3 separate regions of the Anas platyrhynchos genome follow, and regions 1 and 2 are each linked to region 3. The links are chromatin contacts, called in public Hi-C maps. All regions are on one chromosome and are shown on one strand. The core of a region is the stretch at or near the end of the contact, and the rest is flanking DNA. Distances in the headings are between cores, read along the strand shown. Region 1 holds the start of MPHOSPH6 (M-phase phosphoprotein 6). Region 2 holds the start of SDR42E1 (short chain dehydrogenase/reductase family 42E, member 1). Region 3 overlaps LOC140003459 (a long non-coding RNA gene).

Evidence for each region. Hi-C and Micro-C count contacts between places; a contact is called where the count stands out from the background.
Region 1: a Hi-C map of liver shows a contact between it and region 3, with 1.8 times the contacts expected there. The contact joins the promoter of MPHOSPH6 here to the enhancer-like site in region 3. A contact is called at or near these places in 2 of 8 Hi-C or Micro-C datasets (liver and subcutaneous adipose tissue).
Region 2: a contact with region 3 is called in a Hi-C map of F1 follicle, with 2.2 times the contacts expected there. The contact joins the promoter of SDR42E1 here to the enhancer-like site in region 3. A contact is called at or near these places in 5 of 8 Hi-C or Micro-C datasets (F1 follicle, liver, skeletal muscle and 1 more).

What each region holds. Positions count from the first base shown.
Region 1 is chr12:4,726,681-4,730,983 of IASCAAS_PekinDuck_T2T, reverse strand. MPHOSPH6 (M-phase phosphoprotein 6) reads right to left here and starts at 2,287. Exons shown (of 5, transcript XM_027466847.3): 1 at 2,117-2,287. The coding sequence starts at 2,167.
Region 2 is chr12:4,813,899-4,818,395 of IASCAAS_PekinDuck_T2T, reverse strand. SDR42E1 (short chain dehydrogenase/reductase family 42E, member 1) reads right to left here and starts at 3,110. Exons shown (of 3, transcript XM_027466766.3): 1 at 2,885-3,110; 2 at 2,464-2,565; 3 at 183-1,898. The coding sequence starts at 3,039. The coding sequence ends at 794.
Region 3 is chr12:4,762,296-4,766,934 of IASCAAS_PekinDuck_T2T, reverse strand. LOC140003459 (a long non-coding RNA gene) reads right to left here. Exons shown (of 2, transcript XR_011812171.1): 2 at 2,501-2,930. Among named protein-coding and RNA genes, the nearest start is that of HSD17B2, 33 kb to the left of the region's middle. Within about 2 kb of position 1,819, at least 2 of the 8 cell types and tissues checked have an H3K27ac peak or open chromatin away from gene starts, as enhancers often do. A contact at or near this core is called in subcutaneous adipose tissue, where this site is marked.

The sequences.
Region 1 (4,303 bases), core at 1,038-3,537, 36 kb after region 3:
GTCATAGCTTTGGTCCCAGCTACAGCACGCTTGACTTGGGCATAAGGCCCAAGAAGACATCACTACACACTTCCCTCCCACAAAAATCCAAAATTACTGAGATTTAAAGTATATAGGTAATACATATATGTAATATATATTATGTGTACATACCCACATTTTCTCAGTCTTTACAAAATGTCCAGGCAAAACAAACCAAACCCTGACATATAAGCCAATATAGTGTCTCATTTTCCTTTTATATTTCTATTTGTATGCATTTGTACAAGATCTTTAATGAAAGAAAACTTGACTTTTGTTTTCTGAGTCGACCCAAAATATGTCAAAGCTTTCCAATTAAAATTACAGTATCTACTTGAGGAAAATAAGGGAATCTATCATGTGGAAAACCATATTGCTCAAGGAAATTGGTTAGCCAGTCAGAAAACTCAACAGGAGAAATTTTGCTACAAGCACGCAATTAAATAATCATTCCACATTACATTTTAAAGATTATGTTCCTCACGATTACTACAGGAATAGCTGGATGAAAAAAAAAATGTGATTGTGTTTATCAGAAATGTAAACACACGTGAATGAATTAAAAATATACCAACCATGGTAGATGCAGAGTATGTAAGGCAGTAACTGCATGATTATTTAGGTAAGTTCCCCCAAGCAATGGGACCTGGATCAAATGGTACAGGAACTAAAAGCATGAGCCACCATTTGACATCAAAAGGTGTGCATAGTCTGGATCTTGGTGAAAAGGGTTTTCACAACACTACCACTGACCACACGCCACCTCTGGGTGCCCCTTCACCTGCCTACTAAATTGTTATGATACATCTTATCACTACCCGTGGAGGCAGCTGCTAAAAGATTAATTAAAACATTTGTAAACAGGTTTTGCAGTATGAAAGTGCTAAGCACATGATCTGTGTATGACCTTTTCAAAACCTACTCATCTCTTCTAAGCTGGTTACTACTGCCTGGACTCTAAATCTGCAAATGTCACAGCACCACATTCACAGTCTGGTTCCCCACAGCCTTCCAAGGAAGGAAATCTAAAAACTAGCCTTTGAAATCTCTGGAGGGTTAATAAACTGGCAAAAACCAGCAGCATAAGTTTCACCTAAGAAGAGAGTATTACAAAAAAGTAACAAAAATCAATGATGCTGCAATCTAGGTTAAGGGAGTCTTACTCTGTCCTGTGCTGCTGGCTAACTAAGCCCATCATTTACTTACCTTTGGGAGCAAGGCAGGATGCATTTTGTTTCCCCTGTGTACAAATGTTAGCCTTTCATTAGCAGTACCTATTAATTGTGGTAAATACTGCACAATCTTACTGTAACAGAGCCCACTTTATATGGAGCTAAAACCTTTCAGGCAGTTTCTGAAACATGGTCCCACATAAATAGGTGAAAAAAACCCGCATGTTAAATAAAACACCACAAACGAGAAGCCACAAAGGCTAATCACTTATAAAAAAGTAATGAGTATTAACATTAAAAAAAAGGCTTTTTTTTTTTTGTCTTTTTGTGTAGACACTTTCTAGTGTCTGTTTTCCATCATTAAAGACTCATCCCTCACAGGAGAATGTACTTTATTGAATTAGGCGTTGTGTTATGCAACGTGCACCAGAACCCAGTAAGCAGACAGCCCTTGTGTTTGTGACTGGGAAAAGATGGAGGAAGGTGGTAAAGGGCCAGGCGTTGTGCTTGGGCACTTTGTTGGTTATCAGTGGAAACAGACAAAAAATGAAACCCTGTCTGGGGCAGCTCGTTAAAACAGCCTCTTGCTAGTGAAGTTTGAGCAAAAAGCTGTAAAGAAAAAGCAAACAAAGCCACGTGCAGAGTACAAAACACAAGAGAGACACTCGTGCCTGTGTCAGAACAGGGCAGAAGCAGAGTGACCACATGCAGGAAGGCAAAACGTCCCCAGAGCCTGCAAGGGGCACCCAGTTGCGGATCCCCGCACACCCCTAAGGGACAGCCACGGCGGCGGGCGGCTCGGAGGGCGGCCCCGCAGCTTAGGCCCAGCCCGGCCGCCATCTCCTCGTCCCGTCCCCCCCCCCCAGCTCGGGCTCCATGCCTCCCCTTCTCCTCCCCTCCCCGCCCGGCGCCCCCCGCCTCACCTTCATGCGCAGCAGGTTCTTGGACAGCTTCGTCTTCACCTCCCCGGCCATGGCGGCCGCGGCGCTGGCACTAGGCCGCGCTGGATCCCCGAGCTCGAGTAGCGCCGCGGCCGCGCAGGCCGGGGGGGAGCCGGGGGAGGAGGCGGTGGCGGCTCGGCTCCACCCTCCGCGATCAGGGCCGGGCCCAGCCCCAAGGAGCGGCGGGGCCTGCGGGGGCCGTCAGGGCGCACGGCCGATGGAAAAGAAGCGATTAAAAAGCAGCAGCTTCGCTGTATAGAGCTGGGTGTATGGGGTGAGGGGGAGTGCTTCTGTGAGCAGGGTATAAATCGATGGAAAATGGCAAATTAGTAGGGGAAGCTTAGATTTCTTATCAACGTTTGTGTGCTCTGGAGGCTTAGGGGTTGATCCATACCTTTCTGATGTTTGTAACAGGAAAGAGATTATCAAATCTTTTGCATATTGGCATTTGGAGACTGCTCGATTTGTTCGGCTTTCAATTTTTGAAAATAAGCATTGACTTTTACTTGCAAAAGACCCACAGGTTAGTCAAATGTGGTTAAAATTGGAAAGCAAGTAAGTTCAAAGATACTACAAGAAGTTTCAAGGGTCTTGGATGGTGATTTTTGAATTCAAGGTTGGCAGTGCCATCTTTAGGCTGCCAGGCTGGGCCCTGGTATCTTAAATAGAAATCCTGGTAGGAAATTGCTAGTTGATTCCCAGTCACAAGCAGGAACCACAATTTTTGTATACATCCTCATAAATCAGATTTCTGATGCCTGTTTTGACATTTGGCACATAAAGCAGGCAGTAAAGTAGTAAGAGTGAGAGTTCAGTGTTCAAAACTGTAATGAACTGGTGTGCTCAGAAACGCAATCGAGGAAGAGAAGTTCCCATATGTGCAGGATGCAGGTCAAAGTGAGCTTGAAGAACTTTTAAAGATTTATGATCTAATAGCACCCATAAAAGCATAAAATGAAGAGCAAAGCTTGATTACAGTGGGAGAGGAGAAGGAATTATACAAATCCAGGTATATTTATTACACAGTTAAGCCCAATGGGTTAAAATGCCCACAAACATGAATGAAGCACATTCAGAGCCACAACCACTTCAAGGGTGAGCCACAACACTGAATTTAATTTTCATATTGGCAAAACACCTTCATTTTGAGGCTCTGTAAATGAGTTGGGAGGTGCTCTGAAACTCCAGGCCCCAAAGAGAAAGTCTCTCTCCGAGTTTGGGAACTCTCCGGCTTCATTCAGCCTCACATTTAGATCCTTCTCTATTCACTCCATCACTAACATTACCAGCGCTTCTCATAAAAAGAAACCTGGAAGAATTTAGCAGTTTTCCAAATACAAATGTGTGTCAAAGAATGACTATACTTGTATCTTATTTAAAAAAAAAAAAATAAGGGAACACTGTTGGTTAATACAACAGCACAGTACCTCCATTAGCTCCCAACTTTTGGCCTTATTTTCTCTTTGCCATGCATTCTAATAAAGTATTTGCTTTTTGTTGATCATTGTACATTGGAGCCCTGTGTTTAATTGCATAGTTTTCAATGTTACCCATATTTATTTATTTATTTATTTATTGTTTTCTGAGTAGTTTCAGTTAATTTATAGTCTGGAAACGTACTTCAGATGACTCCTAAATACATTACCGCGTACCCACCAGTACGTCTCCAGCCACTGAGCAGTGGCTATGCCTGGTTTGCTTGGTGCCCTTTGCAACAGCTATTTCTAACTCTTTGTGCATCGCCCTGTCCTGCCAGCATAACAAGGTTTTGTCAGTCCCTGCAGCCTCTGCTTACAGTATTTCGTGGATGCAGCCATGGCATATACCTGTTGTATGATACCTTTCATGTGACACTACCAACTCTTTCATCTTTGTAATCAAATAATTTTAAATGGCTTGCAGGAATGTAGTATCTAGCAGGGGGCGGGGAGGAAACAATGCAAAGGGTTTTGAAGTCATCTAACCGTAAGGATTATTCTGTGTTCTTCCTGGTGAGCAAGAGCTTGGGATCGACAGTCTCAGCCCTCTGGTAGCCCATGAACGGTTGGGGTCTAAGCGCTGCACCATGGACTCCCACAAAGATGCTGCTGCTGGTTGTCTCGTGTGCCAGAATATCAGCTGACAGCCCGCCTCGATGCGTTCAGGCAGACAGGGAGAAGTGTTTTTTTG
Region 2 (4,497 bases), core at 1,861-4,360, 50 kb before region 3:
GCTAAAAAGACTTTATAAGCAATGGAACATGAGTGTGATCACTTATCTGATGTCCTTTATGTATTTTTTTTGTTTAACCATTCAGTAATGCTGGGAAAAACCATAGCTGTTTCTTATGAATGCACTTGTGGTAACTCATTTTAAACAGGAATATTGTAGTTTGAAATATATACAGAGCTGTGTTGCTTCAAGCACTTCGCTGTCATTTTATTAACAATTCAACATTTTCCAGAAGTGTCATTAGATATCAGAGTTTACTTAGAGAAGTACATCAGAATTTATTTTTTTTAAAAAAGCAAAACAATCCCCAAAACATTCATTTATTGTCTATCACTTAAACAGTTAATCAAGCAACTAAGGCAAATTCTTGGTCAGGCATATATACATCCAAGCTGGAAAGCAGAATTTGGTTTTGGAATGTGATCAAAGAGCAAGTTTATTCTCCTCTGGATCATGTAGCAGAAACTTGTTAGGAATAAAGGGGCAGAGTATAATATTGTTGGGGAGGAAGGGTCAGTCTAAGTGTACCACTGTAACAGACAAAAAAATGCTGTTTTTGCAGGAGTACTAAGCTTTGTCTTATTAGTGATCTGATCAATTTCACTTTGAAGAGGAATTTTGTATAAAAATTACATCTTTTTTACTTAGCAGTTCCGTTCCTTAGGGCTAGAAATGTTAAAAATATTTACCTGAATAGCACCAATGTGTTTTTTTAATACCTGTCAACACTAACGAGTACTCAACATAAGTAAATTCTGTCCCCCACATTCCATAATGTTCAGTGTTTCATCTTTCAGTGTGAAAATGTAACTGCAGATGGAAACCATGCAACCACCACGGCAATCAACAAGAGCAATCCTCCATTCCTAACAACCTTCGTAATGGTATACTTTCTTGGCTTTGGTCCACAGCCCTGAGATTTAAACCACTCAACCACTTCATTCAGGCTGTATTTTTGAGGCTTATACCCCAGCTCTTTCTTGGCTTTCTCCATGCTAAAATAATGTGTGACACCGGTTTTGTAAACTTCTGTGCGGGTGAGGAGAGGCTGAAAATTATAAACATGACCTACAAGAAAATGAACTATTTCAGTAAGGAATGCAAAAAAATAGACAAGGGAGAGAGGAAGGCGGCAGGTTGGGAACTTATAACCCAGCCCTTCTACTAATGGTCGGAAAAATTCGAAGTTATTTACTGGCCTGCCATCTGAAATAAAATAGGCTTGGCCTGCAGCTATGTGCTTTTTGGTGGCTTTGAGGGCCTCAAAGGCAAGGATGTGAGCCTGAACAAGATTATCTACATGTACAAATTCTACTAAACTGAGAGGGTCTCCATATACAAATTTAAACAGTCCCCTTTCAATGTAACTAACTATTCTTGGAAGATGTCTTTGCTCTCCTGGCCCATAGATACCTGCTGGTCGGAGAGCACAAGTCCTTAATACACCTTTCTCATTTCCAAGCTCAGCACCGTTTGCCTCCAGCACCTTCATTTCAGCTAAAGATTTGGTCCGGGAGTAGTGATCTGGATGAAGGTGAAGAGGTAGATAAGGCAGAGATTCATCCCCATTTTCTATAATCTGGCCTCCAAATATCACGTTATATGTACTTGTATAAACCAGACTTGACACTCCTGTGCTCTTGCAGGCCTGGATGACATTTTCTGTTCCTTTCACGTTAACAACTTCTATAAGTTTTCGGTTCAGCTGCTCCCTGCCAGACATTCCATAGGAAGCGATATGGAATACGCAGATTACATCTTTAAGAGCCTCTTCCACTTCAGACAGACAGCAGACATCCCCTCGCATAAACTTTATTCCCTCTGGCACTGGTTGAAGTGGCTTCGTGACATCAAAGAGAATCACATCCACTCCCATTTGGTATATGGCACAACCTAAACTAAAACAGGACGGAAACCACATGTTATATACATAACACAGTAATGCATGAAACATTTCACCTGGAGGAAAGAGAAGCCTATTAACTATTCTAATATATCTTTTTAATTTATTCTTTCCCTCTTTACTTAGAGGAAAAGAAAACAAAAGAAAAAACATAAAGTGGGAAACTACAATAAGGGAAAAAAACACAACACCACTAACTGGTGTTTTTAACTGCGTTTTGGAAGAACCCAGGCATTTCTCTCCTGTTCCCTACATATTTTGAGGATAAAAATGTAAATTCCTGTTACAAAGTTGCCCAGACTGATTAAATATTGAGACTAACTGTCTTGTAATCATGTGGAAACAGAATAATGTATTTGCTTAAAACATTCAGAAGCAGTATATGATTGTTTGTTGAAAAACGAGACCCCAATAGGAACCATCAGGCGATGGGGTGAACCAGGTGAGGAAGCTCAAGCCCTAGATCCTGTAGGTTTCCTTTCACGGACGGATTCTGTTGCCTCACCAACAGCGCTCTATTACATTTATTCTTGTATGTAATAACTATTTAATGCACTAACCGGAAGCCAAAATAGCCACCTCCTCCAGTAATTAGGACCGTTTCCTTGGCAACATTTTCTGCCTCCATCCTCTTGCCTTTGGTGCTGTTGAAGGAAATCGATCTATAAAACACACAGTAAAAAAGCACGTTAAAACCAATCCGAGTTCTAACGTGTCTGGTTATTCCCAGCTATAGGTCGTGCTTTGATTCAGGCCCTTCCTTCCACCATCTGCCAGGCAAGGCGGAAACTGGCATTGCTCCCAAGCCAGCTTATAGCTGAAGCAGCGCTGCCTGTCGCGAAAACGCAGCGACTCCGCGGCTGGGAAGCTCCGGGGACGCCCTCAGCCTTCCCTCCCCGGCTTTCCGCGGCCGTTCCCTGCCCGTTTGGCCGCGGTGGTCGCTGCGGGTGAGGCCGGTCCGAGGCCCCGCCAGCCCCGTACCTCAGCCCCGGCCCCGGCCCCGCTCCGTGCCGCCTCCCCGCGGGGCCGCCGGGCTCCACGGGAAATGGAGTTCCCGCGCCGGGCCACAAAATGGCTGCCAAGAGCGCAGGGCGACCCGGGGGGGAATGGGGCGGTGGGCGTTGGGTTTGTGTCATGGTGTGCGCCGTGCTGTGTCAGTCTGTGCCCCCGCAGATACTGCTTTCCTCCTTTCCTTCCCCGGCGATACTTGAGCAGAGCTTGGTGTTCACTGTGAGGTGCTTTAAGATGAGGAATCTCCAGTTATCTTTGAAGCCTGAGCCTTGTCGCGCTGTCACGTTCCACTGTTTATACTTGAAAATAAAAATAGAACTAACTTTCTGTCTCCCTCATTTTTAATTGTTTTCTTTTAGTCCTGACGCTCTGTGTGTGCACAAAGTCTTTAGTTGCCTCTGTAGTTCAAAAACAAACCGTAATTGCAACCTCACCAGGAGCCCATTAATAAATGCTGGTTTCCATCACATGCCTACCACTGGAAATCTTAAAAAAAAAATAAATCATATATATATTTTTTGCCTGCTTAACCCAGTATCTTTCTGTGTACTGCTTGAGAGCCAAAACACAGCACCAGTTAGTCCAACTCCTCTCTGGCCATGCTGCTGCTGACAGTGGTGTGTAGATACCTCGGCCACTCTCGAACAGGTTGTGACCTTCAGGAGAGCTGTGTATTCACGGTGTCCTGGGGCCATGAACCTGTTTGAGATGTGTCCTGCTTCTGGAACTCATTTTCACTGAAGTGTGTTAAAAGTACCTGGTGACAGAGCCTCCCCAGGCTTGCTTCACATTTTGGAAAGTGTAATGTAAGACCTTACAGTTATTTTTGGACGATGATTTCATTAGAGAACAAAACGTTGATACATAAATCTCTTTCTCCTCTAGAGCACACAGGTTCTCATTATTGTTATATTGTCATCAATCTGGAAGAACTTTATTTCTCGTAGAGTTGAGTAAGAAATGGGACAGCTTGATGTCGTGCTAGTTATCCCAGATTCTCACGGTGCAATCTGTGCTGCACAAAGGCTAAATAATAACTAATACATGTAGTTGCTCTAACGTTCATCTATCACAAGCCTGTATTGTATAGCATGCTAACAGAAGAGTGTTAATCTCATGGAGAGGCTGAAATGTTTTTGCTAGTGGGGAAGCAATGCGTAATGGTGACTGACTTCAACAGAATTGCTCCCGAGTTAAGCATCAGAAATGCAGTGCAAGCTGCCTACAAGAGAGAGCAGTAATAGGAAAACAACATAGAATTACACTTTCAAAGTCTGTTTTGTAGTATTTTCCCTTTTTCTTTCAAAGCAGTGTGAGTCACCTGGGGAATGTCAAAAAGAACTCAAAAAGTGAATTCACTGTCAAAACTACTTAAAATATATGAGTTTCCATTTTGCAAAACCTTGAGAGAAGTAGACAAAATATGCTGTGTTTTATTTTGATTGACGAATGGCAAGAATTAAAACTAAGCAGATTCTGAAAAGAATACTATGAGCACTAAATATATATATATATATATATATTTTTAGCAATTATTTTTTGCCAGTGAACCTCTGTGGCTCTTAAACAGCAATTTCAGGCAT
Region 3 (4,639 bases), core at 570-3,069:
GACTGGGATTGACTAGTATTTAAAATAGGCTAAATGTTATTTTTGCATTAAAGTCCAATTTTCAAAAAGAGGTTATGAGCAAGGAAAGCAGCAGCTCCCTGAAAGCCCTAACCTCAGGGCTTGTCTGCATGAGGAACTTTACCAGCATTTCTCCTGTTGTCAAAGTATAAGTGAATTAAAATAAATCCAATTATGGCTGAATTTTCTCTGACGGAGTGCATCCACACGGGCTTACCATCTGCTTTAACTAATCTGTGCTATGAATTCATAGCACTGTATTGTTCGAGTTAGTCTTCTGGGGTACTGCTGGGTAAACAATGATTAAATCTGTTTAAAAAATATGATTTACACTAATGCTTTCGTAAGGGTGTTTCACATAACTTCAGTCTGTTTTGGAACTGTGTTCCATGTAATGTTAACCTGTTTTTAAACCGATAAAAAGAAATGGGTGTAAGCTCTTAATATGCAATCCCTCATTTAGTATTGATAATGATTTATGTTGGGTTATGTTGAAAGAACTCCTGATTGACTCAAATTACATAGAAGTATGCCAGTGGCCTGGCAAGTGATTTTATGTGTAGGGAGCTGCCCATGTTTAATGGGGCTTAAAGCTGTCACACCTTTAATTGAACTGTTTCAACACTTTTTATGTACACACAGTCAGGTTCCTAGATAATTTATAACCTTTCAAAACAAATAAGGAAATTCATGCAATTCCTTAGGAAGAGACGTCTATAAACACAAAAAAATAATCCAGGATGTCATTTACATTAATTAGCTGCTTTAGTCGGTTTATTTCTCTATTGTTCCTCACCTTTTTTTCAACAGTTATCTTGATGAAAGCCCTTCCAGCACTGTTCCTGGCAGAGGAACCCCATGAGAGAGCTGGTGTCATTGCCAGTGCCTCCTGCAAGACTGGGGGGCTGCACCCAACACACCCCAAAAACACTTCTCCTGCTCCATGCAGTGCTGCTGGCTCTGCATCAGCTTTAAGCCAGGACTAATGGGTCTCCAATTAATAAAGAGCTACTCCTGTCTACCTGTCACTCACCTAAAACAGACACGTCGATATGAGCTCATTCTCAGGATTAGCACCGTAGCCCTAACATTTGTCTTAATTCAGTGGCAATATTTTCAAAACTCCCTTTAGCTCCTGGTTTGTGTGCTGCTGTTACTCATTAGGCAGAATGTGGTCCGTCATGTTGGGCTAGATTTGCAGTGGAGAGTTTCTAAAGAGAGCACTCCATCGCTCCAACTAATCAACAGAATTCAAAGGAAATTTAGGGTTTTATGCTGTGGCTGGCAGAGAAGATGAAAGGAACTTGACCTCAGGGGAATCAAGAAAGCTTCTCTGATGGCTACACACACACACACACACACACACAAAAAAAAAAAAAAAAAAGTGCTTGTCCAGAAGCTTCTTTACTCATTTAAGCTCTTTTTTAATGAAAAATTTAATCCTGAACAGAAAAGCTCATCAAAAGTGAGACAGAGTCAGTAGCAGAACACAATGTATTAGGGTGTCTGAGATGTTGCGATTAATGGTGCTGGACAGGCAGCACAATCTGGGCAAAAGGGCAGGAATTTTGCCTGCTGTGAGTCTTCCCTGTGCTGCCCTGCATGGTGCTCATCCACTCCAGTCCTCACAGCTGTGACAGAGATTCCTCCTCCAGCAAAATTTGAATTCCTTCCACTCCTCCCCACATTTCTTTGTTAACTAAAGAGAGAAAACCAGATTTATCTGCTTTGAGGTGGTGAGACCCGTGCTGCAGCTGGGACACCCTGACCCTCGCGTCCCTTCTCCTTGCTCACCAAAAGATGCCAGCAAAGAGCTTTAGTTCCTTGGAACCAGCGCTGCATCAGGAGCCTTTGCGCTGTACACTGGATAACAGATTTTTCTTGAAAGTCCTGCTTTTGGCATGTTCCCCAGTGGGACCTGGCATATGGAGTGAATGTGTCCTCCTGCTGAACTGGGTAACTTCACCGGGTGGAGACAAAGGGTTAATGCATAGGTGATCCCACTCCACAGCACTGAGGTTTCCAATTAAAAAGAAATAAAAATCCCATGCATGTCTATGCCTATAATAATTACATTGCCATATACTGTACAACAGAGAAATCATAGAAGGAACAGTTTAGGGAAATAGGGAGTGTGGACTTTTGTTGACCTTGAAGAAACATATTCTGTAAAAATCTTTAAAGGCAAATGAAAGAGGCAAAATGCTTTTATAGACATTCCTGGGTTTCTAACACGTGTGTGATTAACTACAGTGCCAGGGGAAGTGCAGGCAAAGCCCGAAGCAAGGCATACTCTGCCTTCCACCACAGGAAAACCCAAACTAGGAAAGCAGCTGGGGGTTTGTCTCATCACTAATATATTCTTCAAGAGGTTTTTAAAGTGAGCACACGAGAGCATGGGGAATCACACTGGTTCAGTAGGGCTGGAGACAGAGTAAAATTACAGTGACATCTAGTGATCATAAATATTTCACAAAGGTGCTATGAGCGAAAAAATAAAACATTTATTGCCAGGGAGCATTCTGAACGCGTAACGCACAAAATCAGATCATTAACCAAGGGCAGGAAATGAGGTGGGATACAAACGGAGGAGATGGTGCAAATTAAAGTGTAGCAGGGATGCTGCAGAGCCAGTTCCCAGTGCTGGGAACGGTTGCGGGTGGGTTTCCACAGGGATCCGGGCTAGGTCTGCATTTCTCTCTCTTTCTGCAGAGTTTGCCATTGGTACTAAATTGCAGCGTGTTCGTATAAAAGCAGCTTGACGTTTTTGCGCCTGGGAATTGAACTAATAAAATGGTGTGTAGCTTCCAAAAGCACATGCTGCTCCCCAGGGAGAGGAGAGCAAGATGAAACCTCGTCAGCGGCAGGAGCACGCAGCGCATCCGCAGCTCTTCCCGAGCAAGGGCCCAGCGCTGGAGGAAAGCAAACGGAGGGAGAGCAATGACATGATTCTTATTTTATTTTATTTTATATTATTTTATTTTATTTTATTTTATTTTATTTTATTTTATTTTATTTTATTTTATTTTATTTTATTTTATTTATTTTATTTTATTTTATTTTATTTTATTTTATTTTATTTTATTTTATTTTATTTTATTTTATTATTTTATTTGATTTTATTAAGCTGTTTTCTACTGCTTTTGGCTGCCTGATGAGCAGCCTGAGCATGGTCCTGCAGTCCTGCAGTCCTCCCTCAACTATGCCATGTGGTACCGAGAAAAGGAGTAAAGGGAGTAAAGCAAAGGCTTCCTGTTAATCCTCAGGCTGTTCCTCATCCGTACCTTCACTGTGCAAAGGGATGAAAACCACGATGGTCAGGTTAGCGGAACAGCCACCCAGAGTGATAAGCAATGCACTTAGAGCATTGATTTTGCGGCTTTAAACCAGGTAGATTTGTGGCCACGTAAATATGCAGTCAAATTTCTTCTGATGAAACATTCAGGAGAGCTTTTAATAAAAGCTGGGAAGGAAGCTCCCAGCCAATTTCAGAGGCCTTCCCATGAGTCCCCAGCAGCCAGGCAGGTTCAGGCTTTTAATTATTAGCTGAAAGCCTAATAGACATTCCCACCCATCTCAGGTGCCATTGGAGAATGAGAATATGCCTTAGGTGTATGCATAAGGGAGAGACAAATTCAAGTGCATCAGATACTTTGGCATGTACAGGACCGATGCCACTTAAAGCAGGTTCATCATCCCCCAGGAAAGGCCATTCACCAGTTCAGATGGTCAAGGATCAAACTGGTCCTTGCTGGGAAAAATAATGCTGTTGAGGGTAAGGGACTTGGAGCAGCAGAGCAGAGCCAGAGCTGGTGCCAGGGATGTGTCTGTGCCATCCAAAGCGGCTGAGCCTGTGACACCAGTGTCCCCCAGCATGGCTCCTGAGCGTAGCAGGGAGAAAAGGCAGGAGCTGCAGGTTGCCACAGTAACCTCCACTCCACCACCTTGTGCTTTTACTCCAGGAAAGATCTGTCTCTCTGCAAACACCCAGCGCCGTGCACATGACTTCCACTGATCGTGTTCATGGTGGGACTACTGGATGCCAAGGATCGGTGTGGAGGGGCCCTGCAGGACCAGCTCCTTGCTTCTGAATCTTCCCCCAACTTCCAGACTTTCCTTGCCACAGCCAAAACAGCACGGGTGAGTCTGGGGGAGTGCTGCCAACCCCGAGCATATCTCCGATTTTTCCCTGCTCGTGCTCCTGATTCAGCAGCGGGGTGGAGGGAAGGCATTGTCATTGCGAACGCGTATGATTTCTGTGATTCCTATTAGTGCATTGTGATGAATATGTGTTTTCTGAAGGTGCAGATGTTTTTCTTTTTTTCTTTGCTGTCACTATACCTCTCTGTTTCCTACTCTTCACTGAGATAAAAGGTTTCCCACCCACCTACCTCTCCAAAAAATAAAATATCCGAGTAGCAGGAATGACAGAACTCGTGTAATTGTTCCTCAAATTGCTTGTTTCCAGGCTGATTGCCTGAAATAGGGCTGATCCTAAATCCCACTGAAGTCAGTGAGAGCTTTTTCACTGAAACAACAGCTTTATTTTGGAGAAGCTTTGTGAGGAGCAGGCTCGAAGTCAGGTGAAGGCAAGCAGCATTGCTATGTGGGCTTCAGCAGA